Linked DNA regions of Mus musculus: region 1 is linked to region 2. The links are chromatin contacts, called in public promoter capture Hi-C maps. All regions are on one chromosome and are shown on one strand. The core of a region is the stretch at or near the end of the contact, and the rest is flanking DNA. Distances in the headings are between cores, read along the strand shown. Region 1 overlaps Ino80 (INO80 complex subunit). Region 2 overlaps Spint1 (serine protease inhibitor, Kunitz type 1).

Evidence for each region. Capture Hi-C pulls out chosen DNA fragments and counts their contacts.
Region 1: a contact with region 2 is called in a promoter capture Hi-C map of liver. The contact joins two enhancer-like sites. A contact is called at or near these places in 2 of 15 datasets of contacts at CTCF or cohesin (large pre-B cells and pro-B cells), 26 of 484 Hi-C or Micro-C datasets (the C2C12 cell line, the G1E-ER4 cell line, LSK cells and 21 more), 2 of 115 datasets of contacts at active chromatin or transcription factors (astrocytes and embryonic stem cells) and 3 of 9 other capture datasets (adipose tissue, liver and pancreatic islet).

What each region holds. Positions count from the first base shown.
Region 1 is chr2:119,404,755-119,412,305 of GRCm38.p6, reverse strand. It overlaps Ino80 (INO80 complex subunit), which reads left to right. Exons shown (of 36, transcript NM_026574.4): 27 at 5,363-5,490. Among named protein-coding and RNA genes, the nearest start is that of Chac1, 57 kb to the right of the region's middle. Within about 2 kb of position 3,720, at least 33 of the 459 cell types and tissues checked have an H3K27ac peak or open chromatin away from gene starts, as enhancers often do. A contact at or near this core is called in liver, pancreatic islet, stem cell-derived neural stem cells and 1 more, where this site is marked.
Region 2 is chr2:119,248,854-119,256,314 of GRCm38.p6, reverse strand. Spint1 (serine protease inhibitor, Kunitz type 1) reads right to left here. Exons shown (of 11, transcript NM_016907.3): 11 at 6,801-7,461. The coding sequence ends at 7,353. Among named protein-coding and RNA genes, the nearest start is that of Spint1, 15 kb to the right of the region's middle. Within about 2 kb of position 5,289, at least 86 of the 459 cell types and tissues checked have an H3K27ac peak or open chromatin away from gene starts, as enhancers often do. A contact at or near this core is called in liver, pancreatic islet, stem cell-derived neural stem cells and 1 more, where this site is marked.

The DNA.
Region 1 (7,551 bases), core at 2,471-4,970, 160 kb before region 2:
GTTCCTGAGGTTTCTAACTCTCCTAACCTGTAACTTATAGGTAAAAATATGAGTACTTTGTGTCTTGAGTGGAAAGATGATGATTGAAATGTTTCTAGATTTGTTCGTGAGTACTCTCCTTTGATAAGAAGAGTGTAATGTCACTTTTTTAAATGGGAGAAGGTTGGGGTGCTCATGGGTAGAGTGCTTATCTAGTATGCACAAGGCCCTCACCAGATGACCCCCCACACACACACACCCCAAAACCCCACAAAGTTTAGGAAAGACTTCAGGTCGAATGAGTGCAGTTGTTTTGTGCCATTGCCAGTGGAATGAATGAGAATGTCGTCACTCCCACAGAGCCTAGTTAAGTAGCATAAACAGTGTCCTGCACAAGGTCTAGAGATCTAAATGATAGCAAGAGGAAAAACAGTGTGTTTTGTGCCAAAACACTAGCAGATTCCCAGACCCCCTTGGGTCAAGGTCCAGGATGGAAAGGAAACTAGGTTTTCATCTTTGCTTTAGTGAGACTGCACTAAGGAAGTTGAACCAGAGGCTTCACAGACTGATGCAGTTTACACCTGCTGGCAGCCTGCAGCCTGCAGTGTTGGCTTGGTTGTCCAAATTCTCTGCTGTCCTGATTGTATTATTACTGAAATTTAATGGATGCATACTAGGGACTATACTCTCAAAAGGGAGCGTCTAGTATAAGTGACAGCTGGATTCCAATGTGGAGGACCTGTTTGTCTTTGTTTCTTGTGAAGGCTTTATCATCCTGTTTGTAGCCTTTGGAGTGCTTTAACTGAAAGCTGTCTGTTTGGGAACCTACATTGCATATGGCCTTGGAAGTGACTTTAGAATACATGAAAGCCGTGGGTAAAAGTGATTGGAAGTTAGGGAAAGCCCAAGCATAAAGCAGGACAGAGCAGACACTGCCGACATGGAGGGAGAATGAAGAATAGGTACCAAAAGAAGCAAGATGCACTGCATTTCTTCTTCCTTCATTCTGGCTCTTTGGTTCCCAGTATAGTAGTAGAAGGCCTATTGCTGGCGCTGTGGGAAATCTCTTGTGGCTTTTCCTGTTCTTTGAAAGAAAAATGGACCTTGTTTAAATAGCAGGAAGTGTCTGAGTTCTTTTCGCATCGATAAAAAGCACCAGCCTCACTGGCTGTTTACTGTGAGAACCAACAAGCTCCTCACCGACCCCATTGTACTCTGTGGGCTAGCTGGGGTGGGGTGGGGGCAGGGAGGGTATCATTTGAACCTGTGTTTTATCTCTTCTATACTTTTACATTTTTTGGTTCCCTGGGAAAAGTGGAGTCTTTTGCATTCTTTGAAAGACTGAACAAAATTTCATGGGTTTCATGCTTTGATTGCTTCTGCAGGTTTCAGCCCTTCAGAGGGGTTCTTTCCTTGGAAAAGAGAGACATTTAATCTTCTGTCTTGTGACTTAAAGCTGTAGACAGTAAGAACCTATTTTTAAATGTAATACCATAGGATTGCAGGAAAGATTGTGAGAGAATGGATAGTTCTGATTTGAGGTCTAATTTTAAAGAAAGGGCTGAGGCTGGGTTTGGCTGGACAGAATCTGCTTGATTTCTTGGTAATTATGCTTCTGGTGTTTACCCTGCTTTGCCACAAGTAGTGCTTTTGTACAGCACACCTGGGTAGCTCTTAAAAATTGAGTGATGTATGCCGGGCGCCAAAGATACCAGTGTGGACAGTAAAAGAAAGGTCTTGTTTTCCTGCATATCTCACTAAAGACAAATGCTGGATATTGGTTTGTTTTGTATAGCACATTCACTGGTTAACTCAGATATTTTTGGTTCTTTAAGTGTTTCAATCTCTTGGTTCAAGTCTGTTTCTTTGGGACCTTTTCTTTTAAAACAGTCCCAAAAGGTCCAAATTAGTCTAAGGATGTAGCTCACTGTATAGCACTCACCTTGTATGCATGAAGCCTGTGTTTGACCCCTAGCACCACAAAAAGCAAAACCAACCCAGATTTTAGTCCATCTGTGTTCACCTCCCTCAGTCACAAGCAGGCAACACTTGCTATTTCTGTTATGTTTGAGTTCATCTTTGTGTGCATGTGCACTTGTGTGTATGTGTGCATGTGTGTCTTTACCTCTTCACCTTTCTTTTTTTAAATATTTATTTATTTTATGTATATTAGTACACACTGAAGCTGTACAGATAGTTGTGAGCCTTCTTATGGTTGTTGGGAATTGAATTTTTAGGACCTCTGCTCGCTCCAGTCAACCCTGCTTGCTCAGTCCCTGCTCGCTCCAGCCCAAGGATTTATTTATTATACACTGTAGCTGTCTTCAGACACACCAGAAGACGGCATCAGATCTCATTATGGGTGGTTGTGAGCCACCATGTGGTTGCTGGGAATTGAACTCAGGACCTTAGGAAGAGCAGTCAGTGCTCTTACCTGCTGAACCATCTCTCCAGCCCCCTCTTCACCTTTCTAATACTAGTTTATCCTAGTTACCAAACTAGGTAAAGAAACTCTGGGAGGCAGGAAGTGTGAAGACTGTTTAATCATAGTTTTGAAGTCAGTAAAGGGGATGGAGAAGTAGGCTGCCAACTTATGAGAATTTGCTGTTCCTACAGAGGATCCAGGTTTAGTTCCCAGCACCCATATTGTGGCTTACAAAAGTCCAAATCACCAGTTCCAGAATTTGCAGTGCCCTCCTCTGACCTCCATGAGTACCATGCACATATGCAATATACATACACACATGTAGGCAAATATTCATACTGTCTGAGGGTTAGTATTGCTGTGATGAAACACCATGACCAAGCAACCTAGGAAGACAAGGTTTGTTGGTTTATGCTTCCACATTGCTGTTCATCAGTGGAGGAACCTAGAGGGCATAGAGGAGTGCTGCTTGCTGGCTTGCTCATAATAGTTTACTTAGGCTGCTTTCTTATAAAACCCAGGACCACCAGCCCAGGGGTGTCACTATGCACAATAGGCTGGACCCTTTCCCATCAATCATTAATTAGGAAAATGCATTACAGCTGGATTTTATGGAGGCATTTTTCTCAACTTGAGGTTCTCTGATTTCTGATAACTATTTTTTTAAAAGATTTATTTGTTATTATACATAAGTACACTGTAGCTGCCTTTAGATGCACCAGAAGAGGGCGTCAGATCTTGTTACGGATGGTTGTGAGCCACCATGTGGTTGCTGGGAATTGAACTCAGGACCTTTGGAAGAGCAGTCAGTGCTCTTAACCACTGAGCCATCTCTCCAGCCCTTCTGATAACTCTTATCTTGTGCCAAGTTGACATAAGACTAGCCAGCACACATACACATAAAATAAATAAATCTTTTATTACAAAGTAACTTGATGCCTCTCAGATTCTAGACACCATACAGATTTGTGTGTGCTCTACTGTTTGTTCTGAAGGGGTGTGTCTGAATGGAGAGAGGACATAAGCACTATAAAAATGTGGAGAGCTTTTTTGCCCACTCCCTTTCAAAAAATGTATGGCTTTAAAAAAGGGAAAACAAAAAGATGACTGGGTCTGTCAGAAAGAGTAAAAGCTATCAAAATCAAGAGAAGCCATAGAGAAGGAACTGTGAGGAGAAGGGAGCTTTGTGAGTTGTTTTGAAAGCATGGCTGCCTGATGAGACTAGGAATTTCCACTTGCCTCCTCGTCTGGTGCCAGGGAGAGAGCTCAGCACTCACTCCAGCCCCGCTGCAGTCATTTGATTGTGCTGGTCAGGAGACAGCAAAGAGAAGAACATTTCAGTAATCTAAACAGGAGCAAACAAAGAGGCTGAACAAAGGTGTGGACCACAGCGGCCGGGAGGGCAGGGCAGTGTGTCCTGGCAGTATTCCGAAGGTGGGAAAAGGCGGGCTGCAGTGCAGAGGAGTAAACATCCAGGACCCATAGCTTTGTAGCAAAAACAGAGCAGCTGGTGATTTGTTATGGTGCTGTCAGCACATCCGTTCTTACTCGGTGTAGACAATAATTGTGTACTTGGCAAATAGTGGCAAGAATGACAGTTGAGAACTCTTGGACTACTCTCAATAGTTGGCCTTTGCAGTTCTGAAGAAAGCATGCTTTAACCTGGGAAACTAAGGATAGACAGTTTGACTTAGTATTGTCTCTACTTTTGGTAGGCAGTTGTCAGTGTAAAATTCTCTGTGTTTTTTTTCTTTTTCTGTGTTCCCCAGCCACTTCCATGTATACTCTTAAGCAACCCCTCAAGCCTCCTTTCTTCCTCTTCTGTTGCAGCAATTGTTCAGGGCATGTTTATGAACGGTCTGCAAACAGGAAACTCTCCTTCCTGGAGTATGATATGAGTGAATGGTACTGAATGGATAAGATGAGAACTTGTGAGTTAAATGTTCTTAAAAGATCTCTGGCTGAAATGTGTTTTATATGGGAAGAGGAAGGAGAAAACACAAGTTAGTGAGTGAAAGCAGTTTGATTTCACAGAAACTCCAAGTCTGTTCTTTCTGAAAACCTGGGAGTAGGGCCCACTGAAAGAACACACACTAGGCAATGGCCCTGGAATTGATAGCAAGGTACTGAAGAGTGTCAATGGTAGGCACATTTATTTGCCTTTCTTGGAGTTTACATGGTCTCCAGCCTGCTGTCCTTATCTCAGTATATTCTCATACTTTTAGGATGTAACCACGGTACTAGCTACTGTTCTGTGCTGTGGAGAGACACCGTGATAAATACAACTTACAAAAGAAAGCATTTACTTAGATGCTTATGGTTTTGCGATCTGAGTCCATGATCGGCCTGACAGGGAGCATAGCAGTAGGCAGACAGACATGATGCTGGCACAGTAGCTGTGAGCTTACATCTTTCCTACAAGTTGGAAGCAGAAAGGGAAAGAGACTGGACCTGACATGGCCTTTGGAAATTCTTTGGGAACCTCAAACCCCACCCCCAGTGACATCTTCTCTAACAAAGCCACACCTGCTAATCTTTCCCAAAGAGTTCTACTAACTGAGGAGTTATTCATGAGTCTCATTCAAATAGTACAAGCACAGAATTAGAAGAAACAAGTTTCTAGTTTATTTAACAAAGGACTAGAGTGTCTAGGTTACTGACAACACGGTTCTTGTCATTGGCAATAACTCTGCATCCTTGGTGTCTACTCAGTAAGACCATACATCTAAAAGGTGCTGTCAGCTGAGAAGCTGCCTCCACCTCTCAGGGTGTGTCTTCAGTACCCCTGGAGTCAGGATTTAGCAGAGCTTTCCATTCCGCCTCTAGAGCACGTTCCTGTTCCAATGAGACAAGCATCCTGATAATAGAAATTTTGGCTGCATACAGCTTTGCAGTGGGTGATTTGTTGCTTCAATTAAATAGTTTCCTCCCTCCATCCCTCCCTTTTTTTCTCCCCAGGCAAGGAGAGCCTCATCACTGACAGTGGAAAGCTGTATGCCCTTGATGTCCTGTTGACTCGGCTCAAGTCTCAAGGACATAGGGTCCTTATCTACTCTCAGATGACCAGAATGATAGACCTGCTGGAGGTAGGCGAAGGAACCTTGGGGACCTAGGAGTCTTTGACATTTAATTTTGATAGGAATCTGGTGTCCCTACTAATATCAGCTTTTTGTGGTTTTATATATCGAAGGAGCAGAGTGAGTGCCCCCCCCCCAATAATGCAGAGGACTTCTATTTTTTCCCTAGCCGGGAAGTGTAGAGTACTTTTCTTTTACTAGAAAAGGAATTCCATAGTTTTAAAGCAGATCCCAGCCTTGGGAGTCTCTTGAATTCTGTATAGAAGTCAGGATTGGGGATTCAGACTTTTTATATAAAAACCTAGGTTGCAGCTATTCAGGTGGAGTTAGGTGTAATGGTTCTCATCTTGACTATACATTGCAGACATTGAAATGAGGTCTGAGAATTAACTAGGATATTTAAAATTTAAAGACTCCTGAGGTAATGTTAATGTATAGCCATGGTTCACCACTGCGTTAGCCATCAAAGACAACAGTGTGATACATGTTTTGTTTAGTTACTTACATGTTTAGGGTCTCTCTATTTTCATGTCTGAAAAATGACTATTTGTGGAAGCGGGAGAGGCCATAGACATAGAAACAATAGAACAAGAACAAATAATCACATACCAACGGAGCGAAGTCTCTTATAGGAAAGTTGCAGTAAGCTAAGGTATCTGGCGATCAGAACTATGTAAACGGCTTGTATTTTTTTACTTGGGTTTAATATATCAAAGGCTCTATGTTCCAGCCTGCTATTTCAAGGAGTAATTAAGTAGAGATTACCATGATTATTTCTACCTGAGAATAAGGGGATAAGAACCATGGTAATACAGAAGGAATGAATACAGTAGCAAAAGGGAAGGTTGGACCAGTGAGATGACTCAGCAGAGAAGGGCACTTGCCTCCAAGTCTAAAGACCTTTGTTGAGTCCCCAGAACCCACATGGTTGAGAACCCACAAATTGTCCTCTGACCTTCACATGTGCATCTATGCATGCACACATATATACAGACACAGAGAATAAAACATTATCTTAAAAAGGAGTGGGAAGCTTTGGAGGGTTTTTTGTTTTGTTATTTTTTTTTGTTGTTGTTTTGTTTTTTGTTTTTTGCAAGCCAGAGCTGGCTTGGTGAATTTTACAGGGAATTTATCCATTGGGGGCAGGTTCCTTTTAATAATTAGTCAACTTCTTTTAGCAAGAAATATAATAAGCAACACCTGAAGTCAATTTATCTCTAAGTCTTAGATTTCACACAGTGCTTGAATTTTTTTTTTGTTTTTCAAGACAGGGTTTCTCTGTATAGTCCTGAATTTTACAGGGAATTTATCCATTGGGGGCAGGTTCCTTTTAATAATTAGTCAACTTCTTTTAGCAAGAAATATAATAAGCAACACCTGAAGTCAATTTATCTCTAAGTCTTAGATTTCACACAGTGCTTGAATTTTTTTTTTGTTTTTCAAGACAGGGTTTCTCTGTATAGTCCTGGCTGTCCTGGAACCCACTCTGTAGACCAGGCTGGCCTAGAACTCAGAAATCTGCCTGCCTCTGCCTCCCGAGTGCTGGGATTAAAGGCGTGCGCCGCCACGCCCGGCAGTGCTTGAATTTTAACTTTTAACTCGACAAACTTTCCGATTTGTTTTATGACATCACCTATTTATAAATGATAGGAAAGTCCTAACAAGTACTAGCATAAGAGAGGTGATTAAGCATTGTTGTAAATATTTTCTTTTGATTGGTTGGTATTCATGACAGTCTCATATTTCCCAACATACATCCCAGAAAGTGGAGCCTAGGGCTTTATTTATATATGCTAGGTAAGCGATATCCTCAGCCATGTTTGGTGGTGTAAATCTTAAGTACAGTAAGGCTTTAATAGCAGTTCAACTAAAAGAACTGTTGATGTATCTCCCACACTCTTCGCAGACCAAATGATGCCAATAGCTAAGACAGTGGAAGTACCAGTCCTACAATAAGGCTCTTCTTAGTTCTTGTGTGCTACTTGCTTCATCCTGAAGAGTTGGGGAAAGTACAGGTGAAGTGGTGATTGCCAGCTGTTATGAATTACAAAGAGAGAGGCTGGAGAAAGG
Region 2 (7,461 bases), core at 4,040-6,539:
TAGAGCTGGGGGCTGGAGAGATGGCTCAGCATGTAAGGGCACTGACTGCACTTCCAAAGGTCCTGAGTTCAAATCCCAGCAACCACATGGTGGCTCACAACCATCTGTAATGAGATCTGACGCCCTCTTCTGGTGTGTCTAAAGACAGCTACAGTATATTATTATACTTACATATAATAATAAATAAATCTTTGGGCCAGAGTGAGCGGAGCTGGAGCAAGCAGGGTCTAAAAAAGTAGAAGTCCTGAATTCAATTCCCAGCAACCACATGATGGCTCACAACCATCTGTAATGGGATCTGATGTCCTCTTCTGGTGTGTCTGAAGACAGTTACAGTGTACTCATATAAGTAAAATAAATAAATCTGAAAAAACAAAAACAAAAAAAACCAACAAAAAAAAACCTATACAGCTGAGTAAAACTATTGAAAAAGAAGTATGTGACATTGGAAGCTACTTGATCACAAAACATGAACGAATGGTCTGCTATCTCCTTCTTATCTATCATCAAACTCCACATACATCTTTGAAGATGACACACTTAAGGACAAATTCCTTTAGGTTAAGTCCAGGAACACTTCCCAATCATTTCTCTACAAAGTTACACATCCATGCTGTTGCTTATATGAGTATTATCGTGCAGTGATGATCTGCCGTGGGCCAGAGTTTTGCTTGCATGCTATTCAGAGAGGACCTGTGCAGCATGACACTGAAGTCCAGGGTGGAAGCGTAATCGTAAGGTGCGCAGCCTCAGTCTCAACAAGAGACGGTGGGTGGTGAAGGGAAGGCTGGAGAATCAGAAGAACGAGCCGAGGAGGGAACATCTTTCTTCGTAGAAATACTGAGGCACAAGATGCCGTTGTTTATAGTACTTACATACATGAAACCCTTTCTCCTGTATGTGCATCATATGTAAATGCAGAGTTTGTATGATGCTATTTGTCTCTGATGTCTGATAAGTGTGACTCTGAACTCCCCTAATGTCATCTATGCTCATTCTTGAAATCAGATCAAACGTTGTAAAACCCACTGCTAGGAAGTTACTCTTGCATTGCCCGTCTTTATAGAATCCAGTCAGTCACCCACTGTGATAAACAATGGATGTTCGGGAACATCACCAGGGGATTCTGTGCTCACAGGCTTGTCAGCACTCCTGGGAAACAAGCTCTCTCCCGGCAGTATTTGGGTGTGGATTGCTGTGGCACAGGATCAGCTCCCGGCACGGATGGACACCAGAAGCTCTAATTGTTTTTATTGTGGTAAAATTCAAAGGACATAAAACTTTGTTTTTCGAGAGAGGGTCTTTATGTGTAGCCCAGGCTGCTCTCAGTTTCACAATCTTAATGCCTTTATCTCCTGAGTGCTGGGACTTAGGCGCACACCTCTGTGCCTGGCTTTAATTTTCCTTATGGGACTAGTTTGGGGCACAAAGTGCAATCATACCATTATGCAATCACCACTATCCATTCCTAGAATTCTTTTCACCTCACAAAGCTGAAATATCATACCCATTAAACCTCTCCCTACCTTCCCTAAAAGCACAGCAGTACTCTATAATTTTGAATACTTATACAATTGGAGTCATACAATATGCCTTTAAAACCCCTAGCTTTTTTCACTTATCATAATCTCAAATTTCATCTGTGTTGTAGCATATCACAATCGCCATTTGTCCCAGTTTGCTGTTACTGTGATCTGGCGCCATGATCAAAAACAAGCGAAGACATCTCAGTCACAGTCCAGGCGTGAACCCAGGAAGGGTCAGAGATAGGAGGTAGCTGCTTACCGACTTGCTCAGCGACTGTTCTTATAAGCCCCAGGCACCTGCCCAGAGTGGGCTGAGCCCTCCCCCACCAATTATTAATCAAGAAAATGCCCCCACAGACACGCCTAGGGTCCATGCTGACAGAAACAGTCTCTCAGCTGAGGTTCCCTTTTCTGAGTGACTCTGGTTTATATCAAGTCCATAAAAACAAACCAGCATATCACGTATCATCGATTGATTGATTCATTCATTCATTTCGGAGCTGGAGATTGAGTCTTGAACGTGCTAGGCAAATGCTTCCCACGGGGCTATATCTAGTTTCTGTCCCTTGCTTACCTTTTATTTTGAAGTAGGGTCTCATTTAGTTATCAGGCTGGGTTTGAACTCCCTCTGTAACCCAGAGTGTCCTTCCTTCCTCCCTTCCTCCCTCCCTCCCTTCCTCCCTCCCTCCCTCCCTTCCTCCCTTCCTTCCTTCCTCCCTTCCTCCCTCCCTCCCTCCCTTCCTTCCTTCCTTCCTTCCTTCCTTCCTTCCTTCCTTCCTTCCTTCCTTCCTTCCTTTCTAAAGACAGGCTCTCTCGCTCTTAAAAGTTGTGATAGGGATTCTGAAGTGTAGCTCTCTACAGTTAATGGCTTCCGCAGGGGTGTAGGTAGGGAGGACTCAGTTTCCTTTAAGGGGCTGGCACTGGGAATTTGACCATGCTCCTGTGAGTAGGATATGGGCAACACAAATTGAATTTTTTTCTTCTTCATTTTTTTTGTGGGGGTGGGGTCACGAGGGTTGGGGAGCAGACCTGTGAGAACTGAGAAGAGATGATATTGAAATTCCCAAATAATCTATAAAAATATGTTGGGGGAAAAAAAGGACTTTTCTGTTATGTAGCTCTGGCTGTCCTGGAACTCACTATTGTAAAACAGGCTTGTCTCAAACTCACAGAAACCCACCTGTCTCTGATTCCCTAGGACTGGGATTAAAGGATGGGTCACCACATCCTGCCCCAGCCCCGTGTTTCAGAATGAGAGCCTGCTTTAGGAAAACAAAGCAAGGCTGGAGAAACAGCTTAGCTCAAGGAACAGAACCTAATCCCCAGAACCTATGTGAACAGGCTCGGGATGATGGTGCTTGCCTGCATTCCTAGCACCAGGGGAGACAGAGGCAGGTAGAATCCTAGGGACCATTGGCCTGACAACCAGCCTAGTTGGTGAGCTCTAGGCCAGGGAAGGAGCTGATCTCAAATGAGAAAATAGACGGCACCTGAAGAAGGAAACCCAAGACTGTTCTCTGGCTTCCAAAACCACACACATGTGCACCTGCACACTAGCATAAAGAACAAAATTAAACCCAAGCATCTCTTTAGAATTTTCACTCTTCTACTTAATACCTAGTATGTGAAGCCCTTTCTTTCTTCCTTCCTTCCTTTCTTCTTTCTTTCCTTCCTTCCTTCCTTCCTTCCTTCCTTCCTTTCTTTCTTTAAAGATTTATTTTATGTATGTGAGTACACTGTAGCTGTCTTTAGACACACCAGAGAGGGCATCAGATTCCATTACAGGTGGTTGTTAGCCACCATGTGGTTGCTGGGAATTGAACTCAGGACCTCTGGAAGAGCAATCAGGGCTCTTAACTACTGAGCCATCTCTCCAGCCTATGAAGCTATTTCTTGCTTAGTTTTTCTTTTAGGAGACAAGAGTCTTTCTATTTTTTCCCAGGTTAATCTTTATTTATTTTTGAGGCATGGTTTCTGTGTGTAGCCCTGGCTATCCTGGAACTCATTCTGTAGAGTAGGCTTGCCTTGAACTTAGACATCTGCGTGCTTCTGCCTCCTGAGTGCTGGAATTAAAGGTGTGTAGAACCACTGCTCAGCCTCCAGGCTAATCTTTAAAAACAAACAAACAAACAAACAAACTACAGTGTGTGTGTGTGTGTCTGTGTGTGTGTGTGTGTGTGTGTGTGTGTCCTGGGCACTGAGCTCAGGCAAGTGCTTTTACCCAGAGACATACTGAAATTTCTCTCTATCCCCTTTTTTTAATTTTAAAATTTGAGACAATCGGGGTTGGTGAGATGGCTTCAGAAGGTAAAAGCACTGACTGCTCTTCCAAAGGTCCTGAGTTCAAATCCCAGCAACCACATGGTGGCTTACAACCATCTGTAATGAGATCTGACACCCTCTTCTGGAGTGTCTGAAGACAGCTACAGTGTACTTAGATATAATAATAAATAAATCTTTAAAAAAATTTTGAGACAAAGTCCCACTGGCTGGCCTGAAACTTTTAAGATTTGTTTATTGATTTTATGTAACACTGTAGCTGTGCAGACGGTTGTGAGCCTTCATGTGGTGTTGGGAATTGAATTTTAGGACCTCTGCTCGCTCGGTCCCTGCTCTCTCCTGCCCAAAGATTTATTATTATAAATAAGTACACAGTGCTCTTACCCACTGAGCCATCTCGCCAGCCCAGGCCTTGAACTTACCATGTGGACCAGGCTGGTCTCAAACTCAGAGATCTGCCAGACTCTGATTCCTAAGTGCTGGGATTAAACACACATCCAACCATATCTATAACCCCTTTTTAAAAAATGGGGCTGGAAAGTTGGCTGTGTGGCTGGACAGTTGGCTGTGTGGCTAGTGTATTGCTGGTCTTCCGGAGGACCCAAGTTTAACTCCTAGCACATCAGGCAGCTCATAACAGACTGGAGTTCCAGCAACAGGGTTTCTGATGCCTCCCGCCTTCACACATACCCATGCACAGATATAGACACCTACACATAAAGAAAGATAAATCATAGCACTGTCTTACTATTGTGTGTGTGATGTAAACACACCAACCACAGAGTTCAGGGAGAGGAGGACTACCTGCAGATGGTTCTCTCTTCCACTTTTTATTTATTTAATTCTTTGAGTCAAGGTCTCACTGTGTAACCCAACTTGCCACAGAACTCGAGATGTAGATCAGACAGCTGTCCGATTCACAAGTGCTGGGGGTAAAAGTGTGCCACCATGCCTGGCTCTTCTACTTTGCAGTGAGGTCCCAGGATCAAACGTTATTGGTCCCAGGTCATCAGACTTGTGGAACTATCACTTTTACCTGCTGGCCAAGCTCACTGACCTACTTTCTCTTTTTCTTCCCCAGTGTTGGGAACCAAATCCAGAACTATGCATGCTGGGCAAGCACTCCACACCTGTACTGTCTCCAGCTTCTCACTTCGCACAGCTCTAGCAGCCTCTTTACAGCTGCTGTTTTCTGAGTACTTCATATACACAACTGGGGTAAGACTCAGGCCCTGCTCTAAGGATCGCCAAACAATCCAGGGCAGACACGGGGCAAGGTTCACACAGTGAGCTTAAGGCTTAACAAACTTGTTAAGTTTTTTGAGACAAGTGCTGCATGGGGCAAAGGTGCTTTTCTTGAGGCAAAACAACACCTGAGGCATAGGCAATTGCTGGTGCCAAGCAGGGAATCAGGAAGGCATGACAAAGCATTATTCAGGTGGCGATGAAACCGAGAGCAGAGATCCAGAGATAAGGAGCAGGTTTGAGGAGCAAATGGTAAGTGCGCCCCCTGGTGGCTGCTGCGAGATTCCTCCTCCTCTAGCCAGTCACCGCAGGTGGGCTGATTAATACAGGCGTTTTGTCTGCTCGGCACATACACATCTACCACTCCCAGACAGGCTGCTCCTTTCAAACGAACACTTGCTAGGCACCTGCTATGTTGACCACCCCTCCTAGAAATTGGATAGTCTTTGAATCATTAATTACACCAACCTGTACTTTACAAAGAATCAAGATGGTAATATGTCTTTTTCGAGCCTTAGTGTGGGTAAATGGCTGTCAGGTTAAGTGAGAAAAAATCCCATGGCCCCTGAAATGGGACAAAAGGAACAAACTCCACCCCTGTGTGTACTCAGCCCTCGATGGGTAACTGCCATTAACCAAGGTAGTTGAGGGAACATGGCATGCTAGATACGGATGACTCAGATGCCATCTGTGACTCCAGGAGCTCACAACCTAGGAGGGAGACGGATACACAGACAAAAGAAAGGATGCTATGTGCTCAGGGTCCTGTTGGCAAACCCAGGGTGTGGAGCAGGGTGTGCCAGCCACCTGGGCCAGCTAAGGTTCAGAGCTTAGCTGAGTGATGAGAAAAGATGTGGTCCAACACAGCAGCACCGCAGGTACAGAAATAGGCACCGCAGACAGACAGAGGGCTAGCCTGGTGGACAGGAAGGTAGAGATATGCACAGCCGGCAAGCTTGCTTAACCTTTCCTGGAACATGGGACCTTTGGGCCACCCTACCAGGGTTCAGATCCAGTTCTACCATAAATCTTAGAACTGGGGAACTCCAGCTTTGCTGTCAACCTCCTGGCCTGTGAATGCCATTAACAGCACAAGGCAGTGTGTTGGGCAAATGAAGTGTTGTGTAGAGCATTTGAGAAGCACCCCAACAGTATTAAATGTGTACGGACCCGCAGTGTTTGGCACACAGATCTGTGCAATCTCTTCAAGTCTCTTTTGGCACCTCTAAGTGGCTTGAGCCCTGGAGAGGGGTGACTGGAGTGGTGTGCCTCAGCTAATGGCCACTAGGGAGGAGCTTGGAGCCTCAGCCACAGGCTCTCAGATGGGCACGGATAGCCTATGCCCAGTGACATGGCAGTGACTGCCAGGGTTCAAGCCCCCAACCACGGCTGAACCTCACCCCCCCCTCTGCGTAGGTGTGGTGTTGGCAACCAGAGAAACCCTGCACAGCGGGGCCAACACCCCCATGGCTCTCCACTCTGGTGGTCAAAGGTGACATTTTTCTCTATCCTGAGGAGCCAGGGCAGTTTCAGGAGAGACAGGGAAAACCTGCTGGACAGGGTGGCCAAAGGCTGAGCCAGTTGGACAGGAGTTGTCTGCCCCCTCCCCCCCCCAGCAACCCCACAAACCAGGGCTGAGGAGATAGCTCAGTGGCACAGCACCTGCCTTGCACATGGCAAGTTTCACATCAGCACTGGAAACTAAGAGGGTGGGGGGTGGGGGTGGGAGGAGCTCAACAAACACAACACTTTATTTTGTAATTTAATGTAGCTTGTGGTTCGGTGTAGAGAGCTCAGGGTGACCACACACACTCTACCACTGAGCTATGACCCTGGGGCCCCAAAAGCAATTATTTACAGCACAAACTACAAAGACACATCCTTCAGTGTGTGCAGAGACACACATCCTTCAGCCTGTTGCAGAGTGGAGGGACAGATGTGGAAGGCAGTGTGTGGCTTCTGGCCTCTGATACCACTCAAGGTCCTAGCGTCATCGGATGGTGATGGGCAGCTTTGAACAAGACACAAAACACCAACTTTCTCCAGCTCTTGGATAAGCAGGTCCTTCTATATACAGTACTCCTGGCTCAAGGCTGCTCTGCTCCTTCCAGACTCTTGGGCCTTCTCCAGAACTGGCCTGAGTGCAGCTGAGACTCCTGCGAGAGGCCCAGAGATCTGTCTTCTGAGACAGAGTAAGTATGCCCAGGAAAGAGGTAGGAAGAGTCTGGTCCCCAAGTTTTTCCAGGTTCTAGCTTCTGTCTTGGCAAGCAGGACCTGGTAAGACTGGCAAGAGTCCCAGGCTCAGAGAGGCTGGGTTGTGTGATTATAGACCAGGTGCTCTGTGTCCTCTGTGGTGGAAACAGTGGAGCTGGCTGGTGTGGGAGGTGGGTGGTGCAGGGGACTGTGGAAT